Linked DNA regions of Mus musculus: regions 1 and 3 are each linked to region 2. A link is a contact called in public ChIA-PET and promoter capture Hi-C data. All regions are on one chromosome and are shown on one strand. Each heading gives the region's core, a stretch centred on a gene start, on an enhancer-like site or on the middle of the called end of the contact. The rest is flanking DNA. Distances are from core to core; before and after follow the strand shown. Region 1 holds the start of Nutf2 (nuclear transport factor 2). Region 2 holds the start of Zdhhc1 (zinc finger, DHHC domain containing 1). Region 3 holds the start of Ranbp10 (RAN binding protein 10).

Region 1 (2,700 bases), core at 11-2,510, 360 kb before region 2:
ACTTTCTCTAGACCCATCCAGCTTCTTGACTGTTCACAGGCAGCCCTAGCACACGTGAAGAGAAAGCAGACATCGTGACTTCTAGTTCTAGATCTACAAAACAACTTCAAAAGGCAAAAACAGTCTAAGCCAGTGCCATAGGCACAAGGCCCCTTCCACCTTCTCTGGGCTCAAAAACCTCAAGCATGGAGTCCATTTCTTCATGAATTAAATCCGACCTCATCACTTCAGTAAGGAGTCATCTTCCTGCTAACTCTAGGAGGTTCTAACGTACTTTAGAATTGGGCCCTGACTGAGAAATCTAACAAAAACACTGGAGGCTCACACAACCCACCCCAGAGCTGGAGTCTAGTCATGGATAAGATTGGAGCTGCCTCTCCAAAGATACTAGGTCCTTATTTTCCAGGACTAGCTAGAGGTAAAGTCCCACGAGGCATCCCCTCCCACCCCAGAATCCCTGCCCTTGTCCTCCATGCTGGACACTGCAGCACCGGTTCTACCGAGGTAGAGGTTAAGTTTCGTGCACTCCCAGCAGGCAATCAAGCAGAGAAGCGTTCACCTACATCCTAGCCGGGCTATGGTTTGGAACCGGGCAATGGTCCCAAGCCCCAGCAGCGGCAGGAGGGCCACCCTTACCCATGCTGGCTCTGGAGCGAGCTGGGTGGCGTTGCCCATCCCCGGATCTTCGCCGGCGGGTGGTGGGACGTGGGTCTGGGATCGGCCCGCCAACCTGCCTGCAGAGGTTGCAGGATTCGAGCAAGCCAGGCAAGGCCACACAGGGCCGGGCCCTGAGAGCTATCCTGATCGTCCGGACAAAAGAAAAAGATCTGGCCATCAGCCAAGACACAGGGTGGCCCGGACAGCCGTCCATCAGGCTCTCAGCATTCCCCGGGCCGCGGCCGCAGACAATCCGCGGTAGGCGGAGCCGCGCGCGACACATGGTGCGGGCCCCGTGCCTCTTCGGGCCGCCGTGGGGGTGTGAAGAGGGGAGGGGCCTCCCAGGGCCTCGAAGCAGAAGCTCCCGGCGGCCTAGAGCGCGGCTCCTGCGGCCCAGCCCCCGCCCCGGAGCGCTGGCCCCAACACTCACCCGTGGGGCTGGCACGATGGCGGCAGCGGCGGCGGCAACCCAGCGCGGTCTGCGACCGACTGTCCCTTCCCCCTTGCCTTCCCTCGCCCGTCCCGCTGCACTCAGGGAAACGTAGTCCCAGTATGCTCCTTATACGCCTTAGTGAGCTTAGCTAGAACTACATTTCCCAGAATGCCATTCGCAGAGGCGCAGCCACGGCTCGCAGCGCGGGAGGAGAGGCTAAGTTAGGGAGGGAGGCGGTCCGGGTGAGCCCCTGAGAATTGTGGTCTAGCGGAAGCCTCTGGAACACGGAGTTGGCGCCAGGCAAGGATCAGGTCTCGGTTGTAGCTGGGTCCCAGCTGGCTTGGCCCCGCCTAAGTGTATGTGGCCTATGGAGCCTGACCCCGCCTCCATGGGAGCCTGGTTTAGCTTGGAGCTGGCTGGCTTGTCCCAGCAGCCCCTCCCTAGGCCCCTAGTCCAAAGCCTACTCCCTTTAGGCGCCCTGGCTACCAGCTCTGCTCCTCTAGCATCAACCCACGGGGGCGAAACCCACTCCTCTCTTGTTCAATGAGTTAGCTGTGTCTCAGAGGAAGCCACTTATCCCAAAGTTGGTTGGAAGGTAACTAGGTTTTTATTGAAACTCTAAACACTCATCTAAGGTGGGCCCATAGTTGGAGAGGTTAACCTCACGTGTACAGAGAGGTATTTTTAAAAACAGAATCGTGAGGGTTTTCTTTTTTTGATTTCCAGGTTTACTTGTTTTGTTGGAGCAGACAGGGCAACTATTTTTGTTTGTTTATTTGTGTTGAGGAGGGATGAGCCACGACATGGGTGTGGAGGAGAGAAGCAGCTTTCTGGAGTCAGTTCTTCCACCATGGGGGCCTTGAAATCAGATTCTCTCAGGTTTAGCGACCCACGGAGCCAGCTCACCTTCCAACTTTAATTTTTATTGAAAGATAACTGGCGAAACGTAATTTTCCTAAATGGCCAGACTGTAAATAATCTTCCCACCCCTTCCCCTTTACTTTCAATATCCTTTTCAGTTTCCTGGGTGACACAAATATTTGAAGTAACGCCTCTCCGTCCCGCCTGTGCTGGGCAAATGGCTCTGCTACCAACCCACAGAACCACAGAAAAGGAAAATGGCTGCAAACACCCCTATCTTCCTAGTCAGAAGACTCTTTAATACTTCTGTTTTGCCCTCTTAGCCTCACCCCACCTCCTGGAGATGACTGATAAAACCAGGCTAAGCTTCTTGATTAAAGCCCCTGTCTAAACTGGGCAGTGGTGGCACGTGCCTTTAATCTCTGCACTTGGGAGGCAGAGACAGCAGATTTCTGAGTTCAAGGCCAGCCTGGTCTAAAGAGTGAGCTCCAGGACTTCCAGGAGACAGAGAAACCCTGTCTCGAAAAACAAAACAAACCAAAAAAAAAAAAAAAAGAGAAAAAAAATCCTCTGTCTATCCAGACCACTTTGCTTGGTCACTAAGAACTCCATGTTACCCTGTTGGCGACACATCAGGAGCCTGACCCCACCAAGAAAACAAAACACAAGCAAATCATGAGACAGGATGAAGGATCCAAGGAATGTTGCTAATGGGTTCAAAAGAACCAAGGTGACAGCATCTGTTCTTT
Region 2 (2,700 bases), core at 3-2,502:
AAAAAATGTGCATTGGTGTTTTGCCTGCATGTGTGTCTGTGTGAGAGTGTCAGATCTTGGAGTTACAGACAGTTGTGAGCTGTCATACATGTGCTAGGGTTTGAACCTGGGTCCTTTGGAAGAGTGCTTAGTGCTCTTAACTGCTGAGCCATCTCTCTGACTCCCCCTGACCCACAAATAAATCTTTTTCTAAAGGTTTGTTTATTTATTTTATATATATGAGTGATATATATATATCACTAGGAGAGGGAATCACATCCCATTATAAATGGTTATGAACACCCCACCCCACCCCCTATGCAGTTGCTGGGAATTGAACTCAGGACCTCTGGAGGAACAGCCATTACTCTTAACCTATGATCCATCTCTTCAGCTCCCCTCAAATAAATCTTTTCTTAAAAAAAGCATGTGGTGGCACATGCTTCAATTCTAACACTCTGGAGCCTGAGGCAGGCAGATCTGTGAGTTTGAGGCCAGCCTGGTTTACATAGTGAGTTTCAGGTCAGCCAGGGCTACTACTCTGTCTCAATCCCCATCACACCCCTAAACAAAAACAATAAAACCCCCCAAAACAAAAAACAAAACATTTGAAGAAAAAAATTAGACATTTTGTGTTATCAATACTAAATTCTTATACTTCACACCTTACATTGTAGTTGCTCACATTTTCAGTTGGGTAAGGCATTTGTTTAGGTCTGTCTCCTTCAACCTGTTATTTCCTTCAAGGGCAGGAATCCCTGAGTGCTCCTCATGATGTGCCTGGCACTTAACACATACTTTGAGAGTGCAGCAGCCATATCTTTACTAGAATTCCAGCAAATTTGGGAGGCAAAGGTGGGAGAATCGCAAATTTGAGGCCAGCATGTGACCCTGTTTCTAATACACACATGCACACGTGCGCGCACATGTACACACACTCACACACAATTTAAAATAAAAGAAAATGAGCAAAAACCCTAGATTAGTTGGGGTCTTCCCAAGAGTGATTTAGAGGAGAAACTAGATACATGACACGTTTTGAGGAGAGTAGGATTCTTGGAAGACAAATTGTAGATGGGAGGTGGAAGAGAGTGTATTTTCCCTGTGAAAGGTTATGGGGGAAAATGAGAGTGGGCATGCTTTAGAGTCAGGGGGCACTTGGCAAACTCCGCCCAGAGCCACGATGCTCCTGCGAAGTGACGCAGCGCGGTTTGGCCGCTGTGGGGCGCCGTAGTTCGCGCTGTTGCCAGGGGAACGGGCCCCGCGCCGGGCAAGGCCCAGCCTGCCTTGGCCTGGCACGGCTGCACTGCCAGCGGGTCCTTGCTAAGGCGGAAGGACTCTGAGGCCCAACCTCCGTCCGGGATGGAGCCGCGCTCCGGGACGCGTCTCCTCCGTGTCCGGGGGACCGACTTTGCCCGGACGGTCTGAAGTGCGGCCGCCCTGGGGAGGGTGGACGGGCAGGGCGGGGCCGAGCCGCTGGCTGACCTTGGCAGGCCGCATCTGGCGCGGCTGCCACCACGCGCAGGTGAGGAGCGGCTGCAGCGTTTCTCACCTCCGAGCTTGGCCTGAGCCACCGGCCCGCGCTGCGCCGGTGCCTGGCGGGACTCTGGGCCTGTCTCGGCCTGCTGCTGGGTTTCGCCGACCCAGTGGAGCGCGGGACTTCCTTTTATCATTAATCAGGGCCATAGATCCGCACTGAGCGCCCACCGATCGCCAGGCAATGTGCCATGCGTCGGGCCTCCGAGCCTTCAGCCTTCGCAACCCACAGAGAATTAAGTGATGGGTTGGGGAAACAGGCGCCAGACACGTGACTAGAGTAATTTCAGGTCTCATTAAGGGTTCGGGTGGGCCCTAAAGGTGATGCTTAAACACGGAGGCTGGGAAGGAGCCGGAATTGCGACTAGGGGAAGGGTGTTTCTGAAAGAGGGAAAAGCGAACAAAAAAGTCCAGGTAGCAGAGCATTAGTATAGTATGGGACGGAAATGCTAGGGTAGTTCCTAAAGTGAGGGTTTTCAACTTTTATCCCAGAACGTGAAGGGAGTCCCTGAAGCGTTTAATGAGTTTCAAATTTTCAAAAGGGCTTTATCCTCTCTGTCTGCTGAGCAGAAATCATTTGAAGATTACCATAGTGCAGCGAGTGTAGCCGAGCCTCCTGGAACCCACAAATCTCTCCCGGTCCTCATCTGTGCATACGGAGTGTTGTTGTCATGTTCTCGTGTCACGTGTCATGAGACAAAGTAACAGGGGATCGTGGAGGTGGGGTGGATGGGGGAGGCCACATATGAGACCAAGGACTAGAGATCTGTGGGAACAGTTTGAAATCATAGGGCTACCTCAGAGTATTGAATTAAGTGAATTTCTGTGTAAGCGCTTCAAGCAGCGCCTGGCGTAGAATAAGTGCCTTCTAAGTGGCAGCAACGGCTGTTATTATGGAAACAGCATAAGGGCTCAGTGATCTTAGGGTAGCAGAGCTGGTAAGAAGTGGGTGGCTTCACTTCCTTTACCAAGGGCGAGCTAGGTTAGATGAGGGTGGTCACTCCTTTTGTGGAGCTGATGTTTTGGTTGTGGGAGACCAGCTGTATACAGATAATCACCAGGAGATGTAATAAAAGCAGCTGTGGTGTTTAATTAGCCTAGATTTTTCTCCCCCTATTGTTTTTCTTACTTTGTTCTGTCACCCTTTGTTCTTAATGACTTTTCTTGGTGGGTGTTCCCCGAGGC
Region 3 (2,700 bases), core at 94-2,593, 330 kb before region 2:
ATATTCTGTGTGTTGCTGGGGATCAAACCAGGTCCTGGCATGTTCTAGCTACAGCCCCAGCCCTATTACATATTTTTTCATAGACAGTAATTTTCCTGGATTATGCCTTTGATGGGAAACAGTTGTCTCTTTCAACCTGCTGCTGCCTGTTTCTCGGAGACTTTTTTTTTCCTTCAGGGACAATCATAACATTGGTATTTTCTGTCCTTGGAACCTCTGTAGGCTTATTATTATTATTTTAATTCATTTATTTTAAGATGGGTCTCTCCATATAGCCCTGACTGTCCTGCAACTCTCACTGTTCAACAGGCTGTCCTTTTGTAGCCTTTTTCTACCAAGGCAGCAGACCTTGAAAGATTAGAGTTGAGAATGAAATCACCTCTCTCGCCCTTCTTCCACTACTGGGAATGAGCAGGTGGGAAACTGAATGCTTCTTATAAACAGGAGTTGTGAGAATTTCACATATAATTATAATAAGGCACTTCGTTTTTTAGTGTCTAGCTAAGATCATCTATCTACGATAAAGTACACCTGCACTTTTGGCAGCTTGTAACGTTCTTACTGGACTGACGAGTCAGCCCCAATTCTATTACAACTGTATCGCTGATTCTGCGGCGCTGAAGTCCTACCCAAAGAACAGACAGTGCAGCGATCGGAATCAGTGTCATTTTTCTTTTTGGAAATATTCAAGTCTTCCCCGCCCTCAGCCCGGCCAGGTGCTACCTTGGCTTGGAGAAACTTTTACGCTCCTGTAGGTTGGCCATGACTTTGGAGCAGATGCAGGATTGAGCCGTTGCGGTAGTGTACAGTCCGTTGCCATAGGGACCAGACCCCAGCAGCCTCTGCGTTGAGGGCGGGCTCACAGTTGAGCCACGCCTCCAGCCCCCGCCCCCGTGAGCACTCTGGAGAAAGGCCAAGCAGTAAAAGTAGACCTGGAGCTGGGGATGGGGTATTCTGAGAACCAGTCAATACAGCAAATTTGATATTAGCTACAGAACTGAGGCAGAAGAATAAAGTGAGACCGTGGACGAGGAAGGCGAGCTTCGAGGTCTGGCCACTTGGCCAGTCGGGAATGGTAGTTCTCAGTGGTTCGGAGTCTTCGTTGTACTGGCTTGTGAGTGAGCAGTGATGTACTACATCTTCCGAAGTTCTCCAGGAACCCTCGTTGGCCGGCTTCTACAGCGCTATGCATTGTGGGATATGTAGTCTAAATCTGGCGAAGTATAGTAGTGTCCAGAGAAAGGTTGCCGGGACTCGGACTCAGTTTCCCTACGACCCTGGGATGCTCACGGCCCATTGGCTGAGCAAGGCAAATCTGGTTGCACTCCTCCCCGCCCCCAGTGACACAATAGCAGCTCCCTCCAAGATGGCGGCGGCGACGGCAGACCCGGGAGCTGGGAACCCGCAGGCTGGGGACTCCTCCGGTGGGGACTCCGGGGGCGGGCTACCGTCACCTGGAGAGCAGGAACTGAGTCGGCGCCTGCAGCGCTTGTACCCTGCGGTTAATCAGCACGAGACGCCGCTGCCGCGCTCCTGGAGCCCCAAGGACAAGTACAACTACATCGGCCTCTCCCAGGGAAACCTCCGTGTCCATTACAAAGGTATCAGCGGGTCTGGCCGCTGGGAGACAAGTTTACTGCGTCTGCAGGGAGGCTGTGCCCATTTTCCCTTTCTTTGCCCGGGTTTTCTGAGAGTTGGGCCTTAGCCCAGCGGAACGTCCAGAGTAGAGGGGTTGGTCAGGCCGGGGTTTACCCTGCTTCCTTTGCTCTGTTCCTAAATATTAGACTCAGAGACAACTGCATTAAATGTCCAAAACTAGACAGGACCTTCCACTTCAGGGCCACCCTTCTTTCCTGAGCTGGCTCCAATTTATGCTAGGCCCTTTACCACGGCTTAGTTTCAGTCTTTTTTTTGCAAAAAGAGGTGGTAACATTGCCACAGTAAGTGCATGGGCTGCCTGGCTGCCAGTCATCCCGGGACTGGGCTAGGCGCTGTGTGCTAAAGTTGTTGTTGGTGACTTCCATTTTTGCCACTTCCTTCCCCTGGGCTCCAGGCTGGGCTGTTTGGATTCTGGAGAGACGGACAACAGTATTCAGTGTCTCTCACACACTTCTGTTGCCTGTATCTACCTTGTTTTGTTTGTTGTGGAGGACAATATCTCTGTCAGGACTGTTGGTCTGGGGTGGAGATGATCTAAAGGCGGGAGGCTTAAGTGTTTACTCAGTTGTCTTATTATTCCTCAGAGAGTACAAGAACTTCTTCTGGCCAGGGAGGGTTGAATTTACCATGGCGTAGAGAAAAAGGAGGCCTTCATTTGCGTTTTTCTGGTGTTGACATTCCTTCCTTGGCTTCTTACATCAGGTCATGGCAAAAATCACAAAGATGCAGCCTCTGTACGTGCCACCCACCCCATCCCAGCAGCCTGTGGTATTTACTATTTTGAAGTAAAGATTGTCAGCAAAGGAAGAGATGGGTAAGCCTACTTAACTATCCCTTTCCCTCCTCAACATAGGACTGATGTTCCCCGTTGTCAGTGTTTGAAGCTCCTGAACTAGTATCAGGGACTGATATTAGCCTGCTGACCTACTTGGATCCGGGCTACCACTCCTCTGACTAGAGACACGATCTGGTCTGAACAGTGAGTGGGCTTTGAGAGCAGTGGGCACATTATAGGTGGAGCGGAGGGCACTTTTTTTTGTA

The links. ChIA-PET counts read pairs in DNA pulled down with a chosen protein or histone mark. Capture Hi-C pulls out chosen DNA fragments and counts their contacts.
Region 1: a contact with region 2 is called in a promoter capture Hi-C map of adipose tissue. The contact joins the promoter of Nutf2 here to the promoter of Zdhhc1 in region 2. A contact is called at or near these places in 2 of 39 promoter capture datasets (cranial neural crest and second pharyngeal arch cranial neural crest), 3 of 115 datasets of contacts at active chromatin or transcription factors (bone marrow-derived macrophages, embryonic stem cells and large pre-B cells) and 2 of 9 other capture datasets (adipose tissue and pancreatic islet).
Region 3: an RNA polymerase II ChIA-PET map of effector CD8 T cells shows a contact between it and region 2, with 7 read pairs. The contact joins the promoter of Ranbp10 here to the promoter of Zdhhc1 in region 2. A contact is called at or near these places in 2 of 39 promoter capture datasets (both in the C10 cell line), 3 of 115 datasets of contacts at active chromatin or transcription factors (bone marrow-derived macrophages, effector CD8 T cells and extraembryonic endoderm stem cells) and 2 of 9 other capture datasets (macrophages and pancreatic islet).

The regions. Positions count from the first base shown.
Region 1 is chr8:105,859,093-105,861,792 of GRCm38.p6, reverse strand. Nutf2 (nuclear transport factor 2) reads right to left here and starts at 1,260. Exons shown (of 5, transcript NM_026532.4): 1 at 1,088-1,260.
Region 2 is chr8:105,495,614-105,498,313 of GRCm38.p6, reverse strand. It overlaps Zdhhc1 (zinc finger, DHHC domain containing 1), which reads left to right and starts at 1,252. Exons shown (of 14, transcript NM_175160.5): 1 at 1,252-1,504.
Region 3 is chr8:105,825,851-105,828,550 of GRCm38.p6, reverse strand. Ranbp10 (RAN binding protein 10) reads left to right here and starts at 1,343. Exons shown (of 14, transcript NM_145824.5): 1 at 1,343-1,601; 2 at 2,362-2,473. The coding sequence starts at 1,367. Tsnaxip1 (translin-associated factor X (Tsnax) interacting protein 1) reads right to left here and starts at 807. Exons shown (of 16, transcript NM_024445.4): 1 at 724-807. The coding sequence starts at 764.